Linked DNA regions of Zea mays: region 1 is linked to region 2. The links are chromatin contacts, called in public Hi-C maps. All regions are on one chromosome and are shown on one strand. The core of a region is the stretch at or near the end of the contact, and the rest is flanking DNA. Distances in the headings are between cores, read along the strand shown.

Evidence for each region. A called contact is a pair of places that touch in the nucleus more often than the background predicts.
Region 1: a Hi-C map of tassel shows a contact between it and region 2, with 4 times the contacts expected there. The contact joins the promoter of LOC103651969 here to the promoter of LOC100193911 in region 2. A contact is called at or near these places in 3 of 25 Hi-C or Micro-C datasets (bundle sheath, ear and tassel).

What each region holds. Positions count from the first base shown.
Region 1 is chr3:61,480,973-61,488,216 of Zm-B73-REFERENCE-NAM-5.0, reverse strand. It overlaps LOC103651969 (gibberellin 2-beta-dioxygenase 2), which reads left to right and starts at 2,485. Exons shown (of 3, transcript XM_008677633.4): 1 at 2,485-3,003. The coding sequence starts at 2,606.
Region 2 is chr3:61,251,907-61,258,744 of Zm-B73-REFERENCE-NAM-5.0, reverse strand. It overlaps LOC100193911 (Golgi apparatus membrane protein-like protein ECHIDNA), which reads right to left and starts at 5,282. Exons shown (of 6, transcript NM_001138983.1): 1 at 5,105-5,282; 2 at 4,851-4,907; 3 at 4,564-4,767; 4 at 4,409-4,468; 5 at 1,834-1,960; 6 at 964-1,240. The coding sequence starts at 5,119. The coding sequence ends at 1,152.

The DNA.
Region 1 (7,244 bases), core at 1,236-3,735, 230 kb before region 2:
TCAACCTTGCTCCTCTTTTTCTTGCGTGGGGAGGGGTCGGCGAGCAAGGGGGCTGGTCGGTCGTAGCAGGGGGCCAGCCAGGCGGTCTTCTACTGCGGCAGCTCCGACGGCGAGCATGGCATCGGCGTGGCGAGCTCCGATGATGAGCAGGGGCGTCGGCGTGGTAAGCTCTCGCGAGAGAGAGAGAATAGGGCATGTGGTTGGGTGAGCTCGGAGGCAAGGGAACCGCCTCCATGGGGGCGCAACTAGAATTTATACGGAGGAGGGGAGTGTAGAGGTTGTCGGGGGGAGAGGGAGAGCCGGTCGACAGCCATTAATGGCGGCGGTTACCTCCTTCAATGGAGAGATGAGGAGAGTGGGAGTGAATGGAGAGGGTGTCGGTTTTGGGTGTAGGGAACCGAGTGGTCGGATGAGGAGGCGAGGGAGGGGGCGAGAAAGGGATGCGACAGGTGAGCCAGCGCGGTCGAGCATGGATGCCGATGAGGCCGGGCGGCAAGGGCACACGCGGGACGCGCGCGCGTCCGCACGGTGTGGGAAGGGGAAGGACCGCAAAGACGGACCCGCCTGTAAGGGCTGATTTGGTGATTAGGGATCCCGAGGGGATCCATGGGGAGAAATCCCCTTGCAATTCAATTTTGAATAACAAGAGGATTTTTCTCCCCATGAATCATCTCGGGATCCCCGATCACCAAATCAGACCTAAGTGAGAAAGGGAGGGGAAATGAGAGGAAGAGAGGCGCAGCTGGGCCCTTGGTGGGCCGAATTCAGCGGACGATTAGGGTTTCAATTTTTTTTCTTTTTGCTTTTCTCTTTTTTGAATAGGTTATCCATTAAAAATATAAATAATTATATTTTTAAATATTTTAAACATTATAATAAATCTAATAATAATATTTATAATTAAAATACCAAATATTTATCTTTAGACCAAAGTCTAATATATTTAAAATTTGGATTTCGCATAAACGAAGACTATAAATAAAATCTTCAACAATGATTTGCAAACAAAATTCATGCCCCATGAATGAATGAATATGAAATTAAACACTTTGTTCAAATTTTAATATACTCTCTACTAAGTTTAACAACTACTAATACATTATTTTAATTGAAGGATTTAAGGTGTTACACTCAAGAGGCTCAACGGGAAAGGCACGGGAAGAAGAGAATGAATGAGAAAGCCTTGAGAAAGGCTAAAGTTACAACCGGTATTAAAGACTTAAGGGTAGGGTGTAAACGAATCCGATACGGATGGATATTACTCCTTCTATATTTATTTTCATATTTTCTCTTTAGATTCGAAACAAATTTGGATATTATCAAGTTGTGTCGAATAAGATTTGAATGAATATCGATATTTCAAATATCCAACTTTAAGAAAACGGATATGGATAAAGAACAGATTTAATCTGAAACTGAGTACCTAGACTCGGATACAGATCGGTTCTCATCTCTCTTAGACGAATTGAAATTAAATACGAATGTATAATATCAGTACCATTTATATTCCTACTAGTAAGCTAGAACTGAAAGTTCTGGGATGGAACCAAAGTTACAAAGAGGCATTTTAGACTTTTTAGTGTCGGTTCGTACGAACAAGGCTTCAGAAGAAAAAAAAACCTTTAATATCTGTTCTTTTAAGGAACGTCTTTAATCAATGCTAATTATTTAACCGTATGTAGTAACAGGTAGGTGATGAAATGGAAATGTCGATGCACGCTACGGCGGCCAGCACATTCAGGCAAGAAGCAGACAATGTTTCTCTTTCTGGGCGGTGCACGTTCCTGATGCTCCAACGGTGAGTTTTCCGTTTTGGGCACTGGCATCATCTGCCGATACAAGACATGCATGCATGGTCGATGAACCAGGTGCTGTCAGAATGAACTTAACTAAACAAAGACGACTAAACTAATTCAGGACGGCAATGCATCGAGCTGTACTGAATGGAACGCTTTTGCACCCTCCGGGAGCATCGGATCCTCTGTGCCACACTATGCTGTGTGCTGTTCCACTGCTCAATTGGACGATGACGACGATCTAGCGCGCTCGCTGCTTTCCTCTAATCCTCTAACCATCTATAATTACTTTTTATCTTTAACTATTAAATATATTAGATGTCAAGAGCTGGTATTATTCTAACCATCTAGTATTTAAAATGCACATCACCAGGTGGGGCGGAAAGGTTGTCACCAGGCCCCTCATCAACATGACAACCACAGAAGATCTGCTCTCCCGTACCCAACACAGGCCCAGCAAATAAAATTACATCGCGGCCTGCAATTCCAAGAAAAGGGAGGGATCGGCCGCCAGCTGCTTCGTTGAATCATCCGTAGCAAATACTACTAATAACTCGAGGCCAGGACACCAGGTCAAAACCAGAACAAACTGTCAGCATTCCAAGCGGAATCTTCAACTCCACCCCCACCGTGTACCATTTATACGTGCGCTGCCCGCGGCTGCCACACCCACACCCCGACCGGCCGGCCGGCGGCATCATCATCCTCACTGCCACTCTAAAACTCTCTCTCGCGCGCGCGCGCGCTCCACAAGTACGCAACACGGTACACGTGCAATCATATTCATACCACGCAATAATCATCTAGCCATGGTAGCGCCGTCGGCGGCGGCAGGCCGGGACATGGCGCCGGAGTCTCTCCCGCTCGGCATTATCCCGACGGTGGACATGTCGGCGCCGTCGGGGCGCGGCGAGCTGGCGCGCCGGCTGGTGCGCGCCTGCGCGGAGCGCGGCTTCTTCAAGGCCGTCAACCACGGCGTGCCGCCGCGGGTGTCCGCCCGGCTGGACGCCGCCACGTCGGCGTTCTTCGCGCGCCCCGCTCCGGTGAAGCAGGCGGCCGGGCCGCCGGACCCGCTGGGGTATGGCAGCCGGAACATTGGTGCCAACGGCGACGTCGGCGAGCTGGAGTACCTCATCCTGCACGCCCAACCCGCAGCAGTGGCGCGCAAGGCCATGGTCATCGACGCGGAGGACCCTTCGCGGTTCAGGTAATATCATATCTACGATTATATTGTATATTAATTATTTTGCACATGTTCTTGTAGCCTTTGTTTAGTTTTGTTCATCTACTCTGGAAAGTTGCAAACGTCTCTATATTGTATATGATATATTATTGTTATAATCACTTAAATTATGTATCGACGCGAAAATTTATTTCTTGTGCAAGATGCATCATTAGTCGTCGTTAGTGCCATAGGTAGTATATACCAATGCGCCTGAGTCAGTTTTTTAAAATGAAGATGATGAAAGAAAGAAATCGGCGTGCCTTGTCTCTGATTCTAGCAAGTGGATAAACCTGATGCGACGCCTACTGGCCAACACTACTCGAAACGTGAATTAGGCCCGTTTGGTTTGGGATGACTAAAGTCTAGTGACTAAAATTTAGTCATTTTTAGTCCCTAAAGAAGCAAACAGGATGACTAAAGTGGGATAACTAAACTTACATTCTTTAGTCACTAAGGGGTGACTAAAAGAGACTAAAGTAGGATTTTTACCTCATTTGCTATCTTCTCTTTTTTAGTGCAACACATGTCCACTAATTAATAGGGGTAATGCAATCATTATTCACACCAATTAATGCTTTTTAGTAAGATTTAGTCACTGGAACCAAACGAGATACTTTAGTCACTAAAATTTAGTCAGGTGACTAAAGAAACCAAGCAGGGCCTTAGCCTGTGGGTGTTGAATTTTGCACTGGTAGGGAAATTTATGATTCTAGAAGTGCATGTTGGTCACCTCCAGTAGTTCCACAAAAAACTCCCTAAAGTTGATTTAGGGTGTTAGTAAACAAAAATCATGCTACAACAATTTCTTAAATGAGTTTTCTCAATATATAATAACTTCCAAGATATCTCTATTTAGTTCTCAAACCTGGTGAGTTGTTTCACACTTCTAATAGCTTGTATTGCTCATCAATCACGCCGTAAAATCATTTGTTTGCCATCGAGTTCGTAACCGCGTACAAGTGATGTACATTAAATGATTTAAGTTATAAAAATAATTAATTTACCAACGAGATAGCATAATTTAAAAATATTTAACAACCTAAGAATCCAGAACTGCTGGAGGCTAAGGTTCTTTTTGTTCCCAATATATATTTAGCAACTTACTAAAATAGAGTTTAGGGAGCATTTTTTAGAGGACTAATGGATATGCTTTAACCTTTTCCCTCTAGAACAGTGTTGTATTTCTGAATCAACGTAGTTTTCCACATTTTAACCAGTGGAAAAAAAAGTTGAAAGGACATGCTTCGTAATTACAAATATAATCAAGCGACGTCAAAGTAGACGAAAAAATGTTATGATGGCAATGTAGAGAGTTCTCTCTATATGTACTACTTCTCTCTCTTATGTTAATCAATTAATCATCACACTCTTAGGTCAGCTTGGAGAGAGAAAAGTCCTAGATCATGGGGTTCAAAAAGCTTGTGATTCTACTTCCTCTAGAACATTACTATGCTTCTAAATGTGACTAGAATATTGTTTTCTCGATCTCTTAGCCAATCCAACAAAGTTGGTAGAAGAATATGTACGCTTCCTGCTACATTCTTTCCACAAAGAATGTGATTTTCAGATTTGGTCTAATTCGATTTTTTTAAGTATGATTAAATTTGTATATAGGAAATATTAACAATATTTATTACTTTAAATAGTTATACTATGTAAATACATATTTCATGATGAATTTGGAGATAGTTGTTTGGTATGATAGCTATTAACACCTCTTGTTATTTAATTTGCTCAAACTTTAAATTCTTGTGCTTAACACAATCCTAAATTGTATATTTTATGAGATGGAAGGAATGATTAATTATAAACAGGATAGGTTGATGTTAGGGATAATATTTCTTACGGAGAACCCTATGTATTAAGCGAAAATCTTGAAAAACTATTAAAAATAAGTTTAGATGTTTTGATAGAATACAAAAAGGCATCCTCGTGTTAAAGGAGCAAGGTGGTGATGTACAAGCATATAAAATATAAGCCCAAATTCAACTTTATTGATGAGACGTGAAATTGGCAAAGAACATAGGAAAAGACAAAAACAATGTGTTTATTGTAACTTTTTGCATTTTCTTGTTTTTTTGTCTATGTTATACATAGCGAACGACGTTGAGTTAGCTTTTAAAGTTTTGTATGCTTTTACTTTTTTGTTTCGTTTTGAAATTTTTGTTACTAATGAGGTGAAGCTTTTTCTTGAAATTTGGGCCTTATTTAGGCTTTGTTTAGGAGAGCTTCACTTAAAGAATTTTAGCTTTATTTCAGCTTCTTCTATCTAAACAGGTCTAGCTCCACGAGCTCTAACTTCAAAAAACTGAAATTAAAGGCCAGTTTCATAAGTTGCTCAAAAGGTGCTTTAAAAACACTATTTTCGTACCTTCTCATGAAGTTGCACAAAAATTACCCACCATACCATTGGTTACATGACCTACGGATTCATGTCTCTTTGTCCAGCCGCTAATAATCAAGGGTAATTAAGGAAACTGAAGTCTATGTGCAAGCCAAACACTCTTGAACTCTGAGTTACCAATCTGTTAAAGTTGTTTCATGATGAATCTAAAATATCGAAGCTATAATTATTGAAATGAAGCCCTCCCAAACAGGGACTTAGTTAAATACATCATCACCTCCCTCTAAATATATAAGATTTACAAGAATTTTCGAAGCTTATAAACATTTATTTTGAAGTTCTTTTCATAAAAAATACCCTAATCCTTGGTAGCCTTAAGCTAAGTAAAATCCTAATACACAAGGTGCATGCATTGAGTGTTGAAACCAAAGGTTTCACGCATTTTATATTCTAGTGTACATATATATAACATACACAAGTGCACCTACCATTACAATTACGAAATTCGGTGTTTCTTTTATAGGACTACCTATGTTCTCGAATATTTGTCGTCTGCTAATTCATTTCTGAGCTAAATCGGGATAAATAAAAAATAACGGATGAAGTATTTATTAATGCCACAACTGTACAAAACTCTTGTTCCATTTATGCCACTGCCATACTAATTCAGTGTGCCACGTCAAATTTTCCACCGGAAACTGTACCGCAGCTGCTTGGGTAAGAAGTGGAACAGGTTTTGTACATAGCATGAGCGTACTTTATCCGTTCTAAAATAAATGCGTAGTTGAGATAAAAATTAATATTAATAAAAAACTATATATATATATATATGTTGCTAGAAAAAATATAATTATTATACGCTGAGAAGAGGTAGTGAAAATATTGTCATTTCTATAGAGATGTAGATATTTTATGATAAATTTTAAATTCAAGAGTACATTTATTCTGGCACAAAGAGGTGTAAACATTACAGAAATTGCTACAAATGTCAATCGGTAGTAAACACAGTGCGCTGGCATAGTAAAAGCATGAGAATCGGGAAGTACAGGCACGTTGTATTATGTTGTATTTTCTGTCAACAGAAAGCATGCAGATAGGTCATTTCAGGCCATCTATATCAGGACCCTGCAGACCGTACGTAGTGTCCTGGCTATTTGCGTGTGACGGGGCGTTGATAATCAAATGATGCAGGGGCGCCGTACCAACGGGTCTTTCACCATGCAGCCTTATTTAGCGCGTCCAAACCCCCTGCCGAAAAAGGTGAGACAGACCATGTTTCCAATTGCTAATAGCATGACCAATGGCGGACCCAAGACAAAATAAGAGTGGACGCATACTTGTAGGGATGGATATTAAAATACTAGAGCAGCGGCATCTATCTAAATGATGACGCTGAGCACACGACGTCATAATGAAAATTTAGACTCTACTACTTTCAAAGGAGAAATGAGCGGGGCTTAGGCCCTCACTTGAACCTATGTAGGTCCACCCCTGAGCGCAACCCTAGCATAAGAGCCTCTTTTGGGAGTACTTCATTTTAAGAAATTTCAGTTTCGGTTCAACTTCACTATAAAACAACTCTACCAAATTGTTGAAGCGGGTTCAAGTAGTCTTTGGCTTGCACATGAACTCCAGATTCTGTAATACAATTGATTTGTGTGAGTTTCCTTGATTACTCTTAATGATTAATGCCTGTCACGAGAGAACCAAAGCGTTATATTGTGTAACCAGTGGCGTGGCGGGGTAATTGTCATGCAACTTCATGAGAAGTTATGGAAACAATGTTTGTGAAGCAGCCTTTGAGGAGCTTTGTGAAATTCGTGAAGATGGTCTTTAGTTTCAATTTTTTTTTCAAAGATAGAGCTCGTGGAGCTAAATT
Region 2 (6,838 bases), core at 4,033-6,532:
CTTTGTCGCGTGGTGGTGCGGTGGCGAGTGGATGAATGGTCTTTGTCTCCACGGCGGCCCCACGCGGATGACAACAACGTCCGACGCGGATCCGTGTAGAGAGGCGATAACGCTGGGACGTAGCGACTTGGCTAAGAACCGTGGGGCGTGGGCTGGTCGCTGTTCTTGCATGGTTTTTTTTTCTCAACTTTTTGCAGGGATTCTGCACACAGCTCCGAGAAAGAAAAAACCGCGGCGCTTTCAGAGACGACCCAGGCGTGCGAAAAAATCTTTTTTTAAAAAAACCCCGTGTTGCGATTGCAACCTGGAGGAGCCGTTTGTGTTTGTCGTGGAAACATTTTACCTTTTGAGGCGACCTATCAAATATCTACAGTAGCTAGCATACACCGCACGTCGCTCATCTCTTGTGGAATGAGCAAATATCAAAGATCTGCGATGCAAATGCGGCCAATTCCAATGAAAGGAGCATACGGTACGTGCTAATGGGTATGCAGCACGTCAATTCCCTGCCACAAATATGCTCTGCCACAACGTTGTAGACTGCAAATCGTAGAGTAATTCCACGGTACTTCATGAGTTGATTTTGTTTTTGGAATTAAACGAACAATCCATCCAGTTTGATTCATTTCAATTTCCTCCTACAAGCCTATTGGAAACATAAGTAGGCATTAACAAGTGATTGCAGTTCCTTCTAAGCAAAGATAATAGAATAAGCCTACCTAGAGAAAAATCAGGTTTTGTGGGGAAAAAAAGGATAGAATATGTTAGAAAATGGGACGCCTGATCATGACCGAACAAAATTCTGTTGGGCCTTGGCCGCGTCAATCTAGCTCGGGCCAACATTATCCCTCGCGTTGTCCAGAAAGGCAGACAGACAGACGAAAAGTACTGATCACTCCACCAAGCTGCCATCTCATGTGCAATAAAGTACAAAATGCTTCTGACGGACAAGAGTTTTTTTTTGTTAAAGAAAGATTTTATTCAAGCTGCATTATACATCGAGTTGATACACGGCTCTGAAAATGTTCTTCCGACTCTGCCTAGCAAGATGCACATAGCCAACAAAAAAAAAACAGACGCGCTCTAGTAACCAATCATGTTATCTGTAAATTATACAGCACTACACGTATAACAAGGTCGTAGGTTATTGTTCAGACACCAAATGCTGACTGCAGATGCGATCTGACACTACCTGATAGAAGTGCACTCCTTGTCCAATCCTGGATGTTCTTCTTCGCATCTGCAACATAATCATAGCAACACAAGGTCCAGCTTAGATAGATAGAGTAGAGCATCACATTGCATCGTTGCAGGGATGAACTTAAGTATGTAATGTAATTGAAGAGGTCTAACATCTTTGACGTCCCAAGAAATTGTGCATAGTTCAATGCATGTTAGAGCTAAGCAGACAGCATGCAACAAGATGGCACAAAAGTATTTCTGCAGGGTATATGCTCCAGCGAAATCAATCCCATGCTATTTAGATTTTAGAGTAGAGTAAATGGGCAACAACAAGAATAATGGGTAATAGGAAACAAGCTGGAGAGGGGGACATCTAAGTTGAACAACATAGCATTAGATAGCAAAGCAATAGAACGACCACTTCAGGTTTCAGGATATAGCAACACATCCAAACAAGAATAGTCCACAGAATTTTGTTGCTACCTATCCACTTTTCAAATAGTAAACCAAACTTTTGAAGCTGTAGATCTGTTTATTTAGAAAATAATTATATGACTGATTGATAAGCTTCAAAAATATGCATGCTTTACTTTCATCAATCATAAGTTTTTCAACAAGGTAGCATTGGATGCAATACAGGAGAATGTGCACCTTTATTGCATTTGGTGAACCCAATAATATTTGCAATGCTGAGGCTCAAGCAAACTCCAACAACGAGAAGGTAATCAGCTTGAAGTCTGATGAGCGAGAATATCCCAAGTATAATCCATGCAGCCGCCTGAAACATGGAAGGAGTGGTATTTTTCAAATACAATAAACTTACATTGCATCTCTCTATGATATACTACATATCAAGCACAAAGATAAGTATGGTGCAGTGTGGGAATACATATGAACCATAATTTTAACAACATAAAGTTTGCCATGTTTTCTTCACCTCTCCTTCCCAGTTCCCGGTTTCCTTTTTTCTTGAATACGCATGAGAACCGTATATCACTCCATTAAGAACATGGACTATACAACGCACCCAAACACACACAAATACACCCACGTGGCAGGATTTTAGTTACATTCGATTCTAAGATAAACAAAAAACGGCCTGACTAAAGACATAAGGCAACCACCTCCAAGAGATAACCCCTGCACCTGCTAAACACCAGAGGTGAGCCTCATAAAAAAAATCTGTCCGAAGACATGCTGTATACCAGCGTTGGTTCTATTGAACACGATTTTTGTGGTGTTTCCACAGCATCCAAACTTTCCAGTCAATCTATTGTGACAGAATTGTGCTCTGTTTCAATTTTGTCCTAATTCCAAATAAAAAAATGGAATTATGTGAAATTCTGTATGAAAATCATGCAGACACAGCACAGTATGATGACTCAACAGGTCCGTTTTCACTCCAAAATGGAAAATTAAAACAGACCTATGACCTGGGCACCTGACAGTGCGCTTGATCGATATTTTCCGTACTGATCATGTTAATCACCAAGCATGGTATTGAAATGATTCATAAATTCTCAAACCTAACCATAGCCAGGACTCTACTTTCAATAATGAACCATAACTGCATTTGCTAAACAAATAAAATATAAACATTGTAGGTTCAACTATTTCTTTGTCTAAGAGCATCTCCAACAATGCCTCAAATTGGTGCCTTAAATTGAAATATGAGACTCTACACAGAAAAAACTACAACAACAGTGACTCAATTCATAAATTTTGGTCAAAAAAATTATAGGGCACCCTCTCAAGTGCCTCAAATATACTACACCGTAGTGTGCTGCCCTATAATCTAGATTTGAGGCTTTACTGTTGGAACAAGATGTTTTGTTGGTGCCCTAAATTCTATAAAATATACTCATTTTTAAATTATAGGACATTTTTATAGGTCACGTTGTTGGAGATGCTTTAACTAGCAGGATATAAAAACTATAGAAATGCCCCAAACTTTCATTTCCCAGTATAATAGATCAGCATCCACATTGGCTCAGGTCTAACCCCCCCTCTTGATAGACCATGCCAGTGCAATAATACACTTGTGCTTTTGCCACAACTTGATAGAAAAGGTTTAACCAGGAGTTACTAGTTATTATGATATGAATATCTCAGTTTAATCATGGTCATGGGAACTGGATGTATGGCCCATTAGGACAACTTCTCAAAACCACAGTTTGCCATGCTACCTCATTTAATTCATGTTACATTCCATCCATTGCAATTATATATCAAGGAAACATTAATTTTCACATTTTTTCAATCTACAGTTTGTATATGAAAGAAGAGTTAAATGTACAGCTGGTTTAGCAGCATGCATGGAAAACATCCACATATTGATACTATATTAAATACTCTGCTCGTTTTTGAATGGTTATCCCACAGGATACAGGTACAGAGAAATATATTCAACTGAAGACATGTATCTAATACTATGAGTTGATCACACATCTGTGCACACCTAGATTCAGCCCCTTTTCCTGGTGAAGGGTAACTTCAGGGGTACCAACACTAAAAAAACTTGATCTGCGGGGATAAGACAGCCCCCGGGCATTATATTAAGAAGACCTCATGCAGGTCGAGAAAACCCCTGAACCCCTGCCCCACTCATACACAGCGGCACCGTAGCCCATGTGAAAAACGACCAAGACCGGGACCGGGCCTTAGACTTGTGCTTTGGCGTGGAACAGACGAGAGGATTTTTTTAACCACAGCCTGAAATTCGCTCCCATGGGGAGTCAAAGTCAGGACCTAAGGAGTGCTACTCAGACCACCTAACCAACTCAGCTAGAGACCCTTTCGCGGTATCAACACTCAAAGGAAATAAAGTTTACAATAACCACACACTTACAAAATTACAACCAACGTCTCCCAGAATTCCTATGAGCCTATGCATTCATATCCATTTTAATAACAGCAGCAAGTAAGAAATGCATGTAGTGCCTTATAGTTTATATACATGAGTAATTGTCAATACTCTCACTAACTCTATGTGGAGGAATCTTGCATGCTTCTACTGAGTTCATAGAATTCCTTGTAGGTGGGTGTTATTTTACATAGGCTCCTCATCTCATTGTTACTTCCCTAAGAAACTAACTGCATGTCGTCTGAGTATACTAGTATAGATGTACATTCAGCAATACTTCAAGCAACATGAAACTTCTAATAGTACTACTTATTATTCCTACCAGAATATATAATAATAAATAGTGGCCTCTACAGCACTTACAGCCAGATATAGAGTCCACCAGAACAGCCATGAGTCCTTCTTATTCATCCTAGCCAGGGACTGCAACAAAAGGGCTAATTGAATATTTTGTGTGCACAGCTGGACCAAAACAGGCAAAAAAGGAAAAACAAGAATGTAAATTGCCAAATTCAAACCTCTCCATCAAGGCACTCAAACTTCCAGACACTCTCTCCCTCATCGTTAATCTCATTCCACCACCGCAGCCCAACCAGTATCCTTCCGCTGACATTCTTCACGACCCAGAAGTCAAGTGCTGCGAGGAGCACAGTGATGACAAAGATGATGACGAAGTTGTTCACGAACAGTGTGGACAGTATGTAGAACGCCAATGCCGATGCCTTCAGGGAGAAACAATCAGAATCAGCTAAAACCTAACCACAGTTCTGGTGCATATAAGATCAGAAACTGTAGCCATGTGTACCTTGAAGAGAACATGGAAGAAGCATGTCTTAGGATTTGCGTAGTTCTCGGTAACCTCCTGCAACAGGGCGGATCCAGTGAAGAACAACATGGGTGTACACATTCACACACGATAATTTTTGCAACAAAACAAAAGAAATGTTATGCATGATACTACATGATATAACAGATCCGAATGTAAATAGCTTCAGTTAGGGTTTGGGCGCTCAGTTTCGCACAGAAGGAATGGAAGACAAGAGAAGAGGTATGGGGTACCTGTTGGGTGCTCATCGCCGGCGAAGGGCCCGGCGACAACCTGGCACCTGGCGGCGGGGGCGCCGGGGCGGCAGCGATCGCCCAGTCGTCGCAACGAGAAGAGAGACGCGGGGGCAACGCGAGAACCTGGCGAGCGTGGCGACTAGCGAGTAGCGAGGGAGCGTAATCGGGGAAGGCAAAGCGGAGCAAAAAATGCAAGGCCTGCAGGGAGTCCAGTCCGGCCCTGCCGTTTTGACAGGAAGTATCGGGTCGGGCCAAGAAACACTTCGACACTTTTTGGCCGGCCCGAACTCGACTGTAGCGTGGCATCAGCAAGTGCAAGTATTTTGGGCTGCCTTTAGCCCTTTACCCATCCATCCGAAGTGTTGAGTTAGTTGTTTCTCAAGTTTCAAAACAAACTATTCAGTTGACCGTGCATTGCGACGGCTCATAATAACATTTATATAACATATCCACTAAAAAGATTTCAAGGTTTTTTATTGATTGACTCTGCTCTTCGCATAATAATTTTTATGAACGCACGGTATCGGGTACCGTAATTAAGGGTACCCCCAACACTCCTAAACACGGTTGGTAACCACCATCGGCACAAACCGTAAAGGCTGATGGGCACGGTTCAGATTAAGGCTTCGTCTACTCAAGGGACGTGATTTCGCCTCGCCCGAGCCCAGCCTCGGGCGGGAACTGTAGTCCCAGACGAATTCTCGCCTCGCCCGAGGGCCTCCTCAAGCAACGGGCGCACCCTCGACTCGCCCAAACCCCAGCTCGAGCAGGCTTCGTCGAGAAGCAACTTTGGCCAAATCGCCCCTCCAACCGACCGTATCGCAGGCGCATTCAATGCGAAGATCGCCTGACACCTTATCCTGACACACGTGCCTCAGTCGGCAGGGTCGAAGTGACCGCAGTCACTTCGCCCTTCCACTGACCGACCTGACAGGAAAACAGCGTCGCCTGCCCCGCTCCGACTGTTGTGCCACCCGCCAGGGTGAGGCTGACAACAGCCAAGGCGCAACAGGAAGCTCCGTCTCGCCCGACCTTGGGCCTCGGCCTCGGACGGTGGTCTCCGCCTCGCCTGACCCTAGGGCTCGGCCTCAACCTCGACCTCGGAGGAATCGCGTCCTCGCCCGACCCCGGCCTCGGCCTCAGGAGGAGTCTCCGCCTCGCCCGACCTTGAGCTCGGACCGACCACGCTACGGGGGATACATCATTACCCTACCCCTAGCTAGCTCAGGCTACGGGGGAACAAGACCGGCGTCCCATCCAGGCTCGCCCCGGTAACAAGTAATGATGGCTCCCCGCGTGCGTCCATGACGACGGTGGTTCTCAGCCCTCTACGGAAGCAAGGAGACGTCAGCAAGATCCCAGCAGCCCTGACAGCTGTGCTTCTATAGGGCTCAAGCGCTCCTCCGACGGCCACGTTACCGCGTACACAGGGCTCTAGCACCTCTCCGACAGCCACGTTGGCATGTACACAGGGCTCAGGCACCTCTCTGTCGGACACGTTAGTGAAAGGGAAATGTGCCCTTGGGCTATTTCTAAGTATTTTGGTGATCAAGTGCCAACACAAATGGTTTAAGTATGAAACTATGCCAAATGGTGGAAGAAGTGCAAATCAACACAAAGGTATGATTCTAGACTTAGTACATTGGTTTTTGTGTACTAACATATGTGTCTAAGTGCTAGAATCAGAGAAAAGACAAAAGGAAAAAAGAGTTGGCTGTGTACAGCCAACTA